Regions from separate parts of the Anas platyrhynchos genome. Here region 2 is linked to region 1. A link is a contact called in public Hi-C data. All regions are on one chromosome and are shown on one strand. Each heading gives the region's core, a stretch centred on a gene start, on an enhancer-like site or on the middle of the called end of the contact. The rest is flanking DNA. Distances are from core to core; before and after follow the strand shown.

Region 1 (4,289 bases), core at 761-3,260:
CAGGAAGCTTGGATGAGGATACTTCACTGCCAGAAGGCCTTAAAGACTGGAACAAAGATAGAGAAAAAGAGAAAGAGGAGACAACAGATGAACAGGTCGCTAGGCAGATCACCGGAGGGATGCCCTTTTAACTGCAACATGTTCGGCGAGGCTGACTTGCACTCTGGAAGAGAAAGAAACTCACCTAGTTTGTACTTCCAAAACAAACAAATATTTATTCAACCAAACTGTATTAGGGATGGCTGGAAGAGTGGTGCCTGGTGATGAGACAAGGATGTTCTGCTCCCGGCTTACATATGTGATATCATCAGTTCACTGGTAAAAGATGATCATCCTTCATTTGTCAGCTGAAGAAACATGCATTGGATTTGAGCTGCAGTGGAATGCCAGAACTGAACCTCTCAAACACAGAAACAGTTCAGATTCATGCACAAACTTTGTGGCACTGGTCTCTTTTTTTTCAAATGTATGTATGCTTATTTAAAAAAAAAAAAAAAAAACATTTTTGATTATTGATCTAAAATAGACCTGTATGTGACTCGTTTCCAAAGCAGAATCATACAAAATGCATTGTTGAATACTTGGCCAACAGTCTGATCTTAGAAAGCGCTAGCTTTGCAGAAAAGAACAGCTTTTTCATCTGACCCTTTTTCTCCCCGCCCCTGATTTTGATTTTAAAAAGAATTTGTTTACAGAGAACTGCCATGTAAGTTGACAGTGAAACTGAACACCTGCTTAAATATCTTAAAACGTACTCGTGGTTCAGTGTCCTTGAGTCTGAAACTTAGTTCGGCTCCTGCAGTTTTACTGGTCAGGTTTTTTTACAGAGTTCCGTAAGATATTGAACATATGAATGTGTTGTGTAAATACAGTTTGAGACAATAAAATCAGTACTTTTCTGAGCAAAGTTTCTTTTTTTTTTTTTCCTTTTGATGATTTCTTGGTACAGAATTCAGTTTAGTACAAAATGACTGGAGCATAAAACTTTATTTGTGAGAACAATTTTGCTATCCTAATTTACCAAAACCAGCAGCCAAAGATACTAAATCTGACTGAGTGTCATATTGGTTTGCTGAACCAAAGGGCAATAATTTTCTCTGCCTAGTTTAGCACAGTTGTCTGAGCACAGCAATTGCCTCTGGTTTACCTGCTGCATGCCGAGGCTGTGCTAGTTAGAGAACTTGGCTGTTGAGAAGCTAACTGGCAGTCTCCCCCTCTTTAAAAAAAAAAAAAAGGGAGTGTGGGTGTGGGCTGTGTTGTTTTGTTTTTTATAAGGGAAGGAGAAGAAACAAAACCTCCGCTGGATAACAAATTATTCGAGGCTTAATCTGCCCTCTCAGTTGTAAGGGAATAATTAGTGACTGATTCCATCTGCACGTTGCAACATGCTGGAAAGCGGTAGGGTGGTAAGGGGGAGGTGGAAGTGTCTATGAAAGGTCAGACATTAGCTCTTTGCTTGAGTTATTTGAAGTAAATTGTTTATGGAAATCATTCTTTCAGGATTATTTTACTTTTTCATGATGAAGCTGTTGCCATCAGTGACGTTGCCTGGCTTGCAGTGAAGGGGAACAAGGGGCACAAGGTAAGGAGCAATTCAGGGTGTACTTACTGCACCTCTTTTAGTTGTTAAACAATGTTTCCGTGCGCTACTTTCGAATTTCTTGTTGCAGAATGCACAACAAACAAGCAAATGTCCCAAATAAAACTAAACTTCAGTTCTTTCCTTACTGGAACCGAAGTTTAGAGTGACTGACTTACTGCTATAGTAAACTATTTTATGTCACAGAAGTGACTCAATGTCTGTGACTGAGGAAGCAAGACTGAGGGGTAGATTTACAAAGCTTTTATTAAACGTGAGTCATGAGACCCCTACTCCTTGAAAGAGAGAGACACCCCCACGAAAATTTGCAGTAACTTATACATGACTTGCAGCAGAACACTGGGCAAACACATCCCACCACTACTACGCTGCTCCTGGTGCTGCAGATCCCTGCCCTTTCCCTGCCCAGCAGAGCTCCCGGTGGCGCAGGGCAGGTGTCTGGACTTGGGCTGGCTCCAGCCCTCTGTTTATGCCTCCCCAAGGCCTTGCTCTTCTCCAAGGCTGCTTATCTCAGACCAGGGTTTGGGGTGTTTTTGTCACATAATCCGTTTGTTGCTCCTTGTACAGCCTGTGAAAGTGCTCAGGGGGTGTTTACAGCACTGGGTGCCTGACTTCTTGGTGGAACAGTTAACCCTTTCCTTGCATCTATAAACTTCAAATATGCTTGTATTTAATTCCATGTGTTTTTTCCTCCCGTTTCCCATTAAGTGGAACTTTTTTCCCTTGTTTCTCATAGGCGATGTGCAGCCAGTGCTGAGGACTAAATGTGGTTATGACTTAGAGGTCCCCATCCCATGTTTCCTCATTCCTTGTTTAGCCCCCAACCACCCCTAAAAATCAGGCACAAGCCATACCCAGCCACTCCAAAAATGCCCTAGCTGAATTCTTCTCAGTCTTTACCTGACTGTAAAAGAAACCCCTGCTCTCTGGGAAGTGTTACCCTACACCCTGTTTGTGCTGTCTGTGTAGAGTTTAAACTTCACTCTTCTCTAATTGTGGCGTGCAATTAGTAAGCCTCTGATACTGTTAGGGAGATGCAAGTTCCTTTGCCCCGTTTTCAGAGCATCAGCCTACTTTGTGTAGCCTCACCTCACTAAGTTTTCGTATTCTGTGCCAAAAGTGGCAGAAATTGACTGTGCTGGGATCTTGGAATCCAAACAAAGATAGCAAAGCCAATTAAACTCTGCCCAACCTGCTCCTTTAAAGAGGACTCTTAGCCTACAACTGCAAGGCTTCAAGTGGTTTAGCTTAAATCCAGAAAATCAAGTTTAGTCTGTGCTGTGGCTGCTAATAAAGGCAGATTATTTTTGTTTGCAAACGCAGCGCAGTGCTGCTTCAACTAGCAGGGGCTTGTGCAGCACGAGGGGAGCCACCGCCTTCCCTGGTCCTCCTGCTGCTAGACCCGTGCCCTCTCCCGGCCTTGCCCCTGTTCCCAAGGGGTCACTGCCCTTTCCTAAGAGATTTGTATCCTCAGAGATAACATGCAAGAGAGGAAAGGGAGAAAAACGAGCTCAGGAGGGGAAAAATCAAGCGCCTATGGGAGCTTGGCCCAGGCAGCACATGCAGAAAGGAAGGCTGCTGGGGACTAGGTCGGAAAAACAGCAGGGAATTGAAAAACAAAAGTGGGGAATGTGGAAAAGACAAACAAAGCCAGGCGTGGCTCAGCAGGTACAGTTCAAAATAAGAGAAGTTCCAAAGTAAAGAGCAGAAACTTGCTTGAAAGGAAACGCAACTGAAGGAAATGTCCAGCAAACCTATTAATGAAAGAGATGGCTGGTTTGTGTCAAAAAATAGGAAGGTGATTAGAAAGATGCTTGAGTGAAAAGGAACAGGAAACCTTCTGGCTTCCCGGGGCTCTTACTGCTCTCATGCAAGCTGGTCCTCTGGTGATGTTCCTAGTACAGGATGCTGGGTCATAAGGGTGCTTTTGGTTGTTTTTTTCTTTGCTAAAATCACATGCAAGAGCTGTCTCCTTTTTTTTTTTTCCCCTCTAAAGGTGGCATTAAGTTGCCTCCCTCGTCGCAATACGTTCTAGAAAGCCTCATCCAACGGTTGCAAGTAAACACGTGTAAAAGAATGACTGAGTCAAACCAGGAGCCGGGGACGTTGCAAACTTGGCTTCCACAGGTTCTGGGTGGAATTCTGGCTTGAGCCCATGTAGGAAAAACAAGAGGCTGGCTCACTAAGCAAACACTCAGTTATTCAGGATCTCTGAGATCCCTGGCATTTTTAAAGTATTAACTTTTTAAAAATTAATTTTATTAATATTACCAGAATTTATGGCCGAGACCTAGTAATGAATTCTGTGTGACAATGAAACAAGGTTCCAGAAGCTAAGAGATGGCTGCTCCTACCTCACTCGAAGAAGCTGGGCTACGGCTTCTATGTGTCCTTGATGAAAATTCGGTTTGTTCCAGCTGTGTATGGAACAAAACTGAGCCGACATCTTCTGCTTACACGATAAACAGTTACACAGCTCAGGCACTTTACAGTCTTATTCCCCGAATCCCTAACAAAAGATCACCTCTTTAGGATCCTTGGAAATTATGCTTGTAAAGTGCCTTTTTAAGTATTGAGCAACGCCATTGCTTAGAAAGTGCTTCAGAAGGCGAGAAGACAAAGAGCAAAGAGTTCCTGAAACACATGAAGTTTGGATTTCCACAGGGTTTTTCCTTTGTTTGCTTGTTTT
Region 2 (4,289 bases), core at 622-3,121, 35 kb after region 1:
AGGAAGGCAAGATGACAAAATAGCAGAGGAAGACGCTATAACTTCCCCTCCATAGACGGAAAGTGTGCTAGGACAGGGCGTGTGTGTGTATGTGTGTGTTAATCTCTGCACTGACTAAGCAGTGCCCCAATCACCCTGCCAGTCTGCAGGCAGCTCCCACTCTGAATCACTCCAGTCTCTTCCTCAGGTATGAAGCCTGTGCATTTATCTCCGTGCTGGTGACCCCACTTTGCTGGGCACCTGACTGCTAGCACGTGCAGCATTTAGGATTCAGGACAGAACACCTCCAGAGCTAGCACAGCCTGTTCCCCCCTCACACGTTTGAAAACTACACGTAGAATAGTTCCTTGAGTGGTATATATCACAATACTGCCAAGATGTTTTTTGTGATGACAGAAGATACCAGTCCTGTTCTTTGCTATTACCTAAGAGCAAGCGTTCATCTTGGGCATTAGCAGAGCCAACTCTATAAGCCATTTTTTGTAGCTCTAAGAAAATTTTCTTCAGAGCTCAACAACCACGATCCTACACAGTTGCCTAGTTCTATTGGAGGAAAGAAGTCAGAAACAAAAAGATTAATAAACCAGGACTTTCAATCAGTTCAACCATACTGCCACTTCACAGCAGTCCAAGTCTCGGGTAGTTATTTAACATCAATGCTATTCCACGTATGTTTCCGTAAGACTAGTCAATATCTTTCAAGTAAGTCTGCCCGTGAAGAAGTGAGTCTAGAGCATGGTGAGGTTTCAGACAATATTAAGTACTAGGTAACAAAAGCCAGTGTATTAAAAAAAGAAAAAAAAGCCAGAAAGCCAAGTGAACCCTTCCGTTTCTGGGTCAATTGCCCAAAGCCTGTTCTGCTTGTTTCCCCTCACACATATGTAAACCAGAGACTCAAAGGGGCTTGTTCATGGCTCACAGAAAGAAATATCACTTATTTTTTTGCAGGGAATTCCCCTACTAGATTGGAGCTACTGAAAATAATTGCATACTAAAAGGTAATGGGAATAAGTCAGGGAATGAGTGGTACAGAGCAAAGGGATGGTGCTGAAGTGCAGGTCTTCGCTCTTCCCTACAGGAGAAGGGATCCTATGTCAGTGGAAAATACAAGAACTCAGAAAAGTGTTTATAACTGAGGAAGAAATTATCTTCAACATCACCCAGCTTGCCCTGTGTAACGCCAAGCACCCAGAGACCTACAGACGCTGTCCCAAGCATTTGGTGCAGTGTCAGGGCAGGGGGCCAGCTGAGCTCTTTGTTTTGGAGGAGAAACCAGGGATTAACAACCTGCCCCGAGCCCTGTAGGCTAACTTCACCCTTTATCTTTGCTTGCCATGTGCCCTGTATGTTTGTCTAAGAACGTGGTGCAATGGTCCCCAGCCTCAGGAAAGCCAACATTGCACAACGCAAGCGGCTTCAGAATATGGCACGGCTGGATTTTTAGGGTAGAGTTCACAGTCGAGCGACAGCAGCAATAACAAAGCCAAAAATAAGTCAGAAATCAGCCAGGACACTGCGTGTCCCACCTGGCTTCCCGGTTACAACAGCCTGAGAAGACCCCACAGCCCTGAGGCGCAGAAGGGGAGCGGCGCCCGCCCAGCACACCCCAAACGCCACCACCGACCCCGGGACGAGCGGGGAGGGCGCCGAGCTCCCCCGCCAAGCAAACCTCCACTTTTCAGGCTTCTTTAAAAATAAATTAAAAGGAAACGGAGCCGCGGGGGCACTCACCGCACCGCCGAGCCCACGTAGCCCCTCGCCCCCTCCATGTCTTGGCCCTCCCCGGCCGTCAGGCAGCGCCGGCCGCCACCGCCCTTAATGGGGAGCGGGGCCGCTCCGCCTCCACGGCCGGCCTGCCCCTGGGCCGGCCCTCAGCCCGCCCCCGGCCAAGGGGAGGCATGGCCATGAGGTGGGCTGCCTTGCAGGAGCCTTGTCCTTGTCCTATCCTTGTCCATGCCACCCCCGGACCCCCTTCTTCCCCCGCCCCGAGACCCCTTTGGCTCCAAGCTCCCCCCTGGCACGACGAGTGGTGGCGGGGTTGTGCTGACAGGTGCCAGGCGAAGCACCTCAGAGGGAAGATTTATCGTTGTTATTATTATTATTCCCAATGAGTTTTTTTTTCCTTGTTGTTTACCCAGGGAAGGAAAGATAAAGATTGCTTGTTCCGTGTATATCTGAGTTACAGCTAATATAGCAACAGCAGGAGCCAATCCCATTTGAAGCCTCTAAGCATTAAGAGTAAATCAACAGATTAAAGTGCTTTGGCTTCTGATTTTAGAGCCTGGGAATAAGCTTACAACTTGGATTAATGTATGTAGTAGCCTCACTGGAGGTATTTAGCCTTCCTAGGGTATGGGCAGCAGTGATTTCTGTTTATGGGGCAGGTAAACATGTCATTTTTTCCTTTTCATGCTGGCCCACAGGCACAAGTACAGTATGTTTCAGCTCTGACACAACATGATCATTTTGACAGCTCTAAAACCACGACCACAGAGAAACCAAGGCAGATCCTGGCTGCTCCGTGCCCCACTGACCTAGGGCCAGCCGGTGAGCAGGGAGCTCTGTGCCACTGCCCGATGGCAGGAGGCTGGATCCGGAAGGTTCCACAGGGACACCTCGGTGACAGAGCCTGGACCTCGCCCAGGGTCACCCCATGGATGGGACTGTTTTTCTGGTCCATCTTGTTGAGCACAAAGGAGCCACCCACCTGATTTCTTTGCTTTCCAGGCTTCATCAGCACCCAGCCAATCCCTGCATAAATGTTCTCAAGCCTCAGCTCTGGGGCCCTTATCGGCTGTAAAAGAAAACAAACCTTTTAATCTGGGACAAATTGTGTTGTGTCCCCCCACCTAGCAGAGTAAGCAATCCCACTTCCCCACAGCAAAGCTCAGACCAGCAGGCTTCCCTGGATGAACCTGAGCTCAGGCTGATCTCTTCTTCCTCAGGCTCCTTAGGGCTTGCAGGTGTGAGGGGCCCCCTTCTGCAAAGTTACCCCCTTCTTTTTCTATCCCCTACTACTTGTAGTTTTGTCACAGTTCCGTGATACACCCCTGATACAAAGTCAAGGAGAATGGGAAATGGGCAGCAGCAGGTATTTCTCTGGGCATTGGACTCAAAGCAGCCTGTTTTCCACTGGGTCTGTATCTTACACTTGCTTGTGGGCACAACTGAGGTTATTTAAGCAAAATGAGCATTTATAATGAATTCTCACTGAGTGTTTCTCTACTGTCAAGAAACGTGTATATACTGCAGCTTTCCCTGTTGTACAGGGAGAAAAGAGTGTCGAAAGAGAAGTTGTGTAAGGTGGTCTGTCTCTTCTGCCACTGTGTAGAGACCTCTGCAGAGGAGCTATGCTTCAGCGACAGGAAAATCTCCTCCTGCCCCAGACATTTGTGCCCTGGCCTGTATGGAAAAATCCATAGAGTTACTGCAATTTCCATATGGTTTCAAACTGCACTCTCCCTTGTGAGTTCATGGGTCTTAGGGGAGAGAGCAGAAGAGAGGCAATGCAGACATCAAGAAAGCAGGCTTAAGTTATCTCCAAGGGCTGTGGGAGAGGACCGTGTGGGATAAGTCTCAGGTTGAGGAAATTGTCATTTTCTTAAATAATTATTATTAATGGGATAAGTATAGATCAATATAGGTTAGATATCGGAAGGGAAGGGAAGGGAAGGGAAGGGAAGGGAAGGGAAGGGAAGGGAAGGGAAGGGAAGGGAAGGGAAGGGAAGGGAAGGGAAGGGAAGGGAAGGGAAGGGGAAAAAATCACGTGGCATATGTAACAGGCAGCAGGATGCACTTGAAGTAGTCTTGAGGCCAAAATACTCAGCAATGTTTTGCTTCAGCCTTCACTGAAAACATAAATCATGCAGGAGGCAAAGTACGTGGCAGATATGAAAGGGAGTGAACACTAGAGGTGGAGTTAAATAAGCAATTGTATTGAAAATAAATTACTGTCTTACTGCCCCTTCGCTGAGGGGCATTAGCTGACTCCATACATGTCACTTGCCAATTGCGTTTCAAGTTATACAAGTTTTCTTAAGCCACTTCTCACAATAGTCAGATGATTATGAAACAGGTTTGCACGTGGCACATATATAACAGGCAGCATGATGCACTTGAAATAGTCTTGCATGCAATTTCACATTAGTGAACAAGCAGCATCAGGCCAGGGTTTCAAGAAAAAAGGTGACAAATTGCAGCAAATTCGGTGGAAAGCAGGAATGATCAGAGACCCAGGGAACATGGTGTATGAGCTGTATAGTTTGGGAAATAAGATCGGGTGGAGAAGC

The links. A called contact is a pair of places that touch in the nucleus more often than the background predicts.
Region 2: a Hi-C map of subcutaneous adipose tissue shows a contact between it and region 1, with 2.0 times the contacts expected there. The contact joins the promoter of CIDEA here to the enhancer-like site in region 1. A contact is called at or near these places in 4 of 8 Hi-C or Micro-C datasets (liver, skeletal muscle, small yellow follicle and 1 more).

What each region holds. Positions count from the first base shown.
Region 1 is chr2:49,002,926-49,007,214 of IASCAAS_PekinDuck_T2T, forward strand. AFG3L2 (AFG3 like matrix AAA peptidase subunit 2) reads left to right here. Exons shown (of 17, transcript XM_038173907.2): 17 at 1-907. The coding sequence ends at 131. TUBB6 (tubulin beta 6 class V) reads right to left here. Exons shown (of 4, transcript XM_027452070.3): 4 at 480-4,289. Among named protein-coding and RNA genes, the nearest start is that of TUBB6, 11 kb to the right of the region's middle. Within about 2 kb of position 2,011, at least 6 of the 8 cell types and tissues checked have an H3K27ac peak or open chromatin away from gene starts, as enhancers often do. A contact at or near this core is called in small yellow follicle and subcutaneous adipose tissue, where this site is marked.
Region 2 is chr2:49,038,529-49,042,817 of IASCAAS_PekinDuck_T2T, forward strand. It overlaps CIDEA (cell death inducing DFFA like effector a), which reads right to left and starts at 1,872. Exons shown (of 5, transcript XM_005013097.6): 1 at 1,732-1,872. The coding sequence starts at 1,769. It overlaps LOC140001879 (a long non-coding RNA gene), which reads left to right and starts at 3,782. Exons shown (of 6, transcript XR_011807547.1): 1 at 3,782-4,289.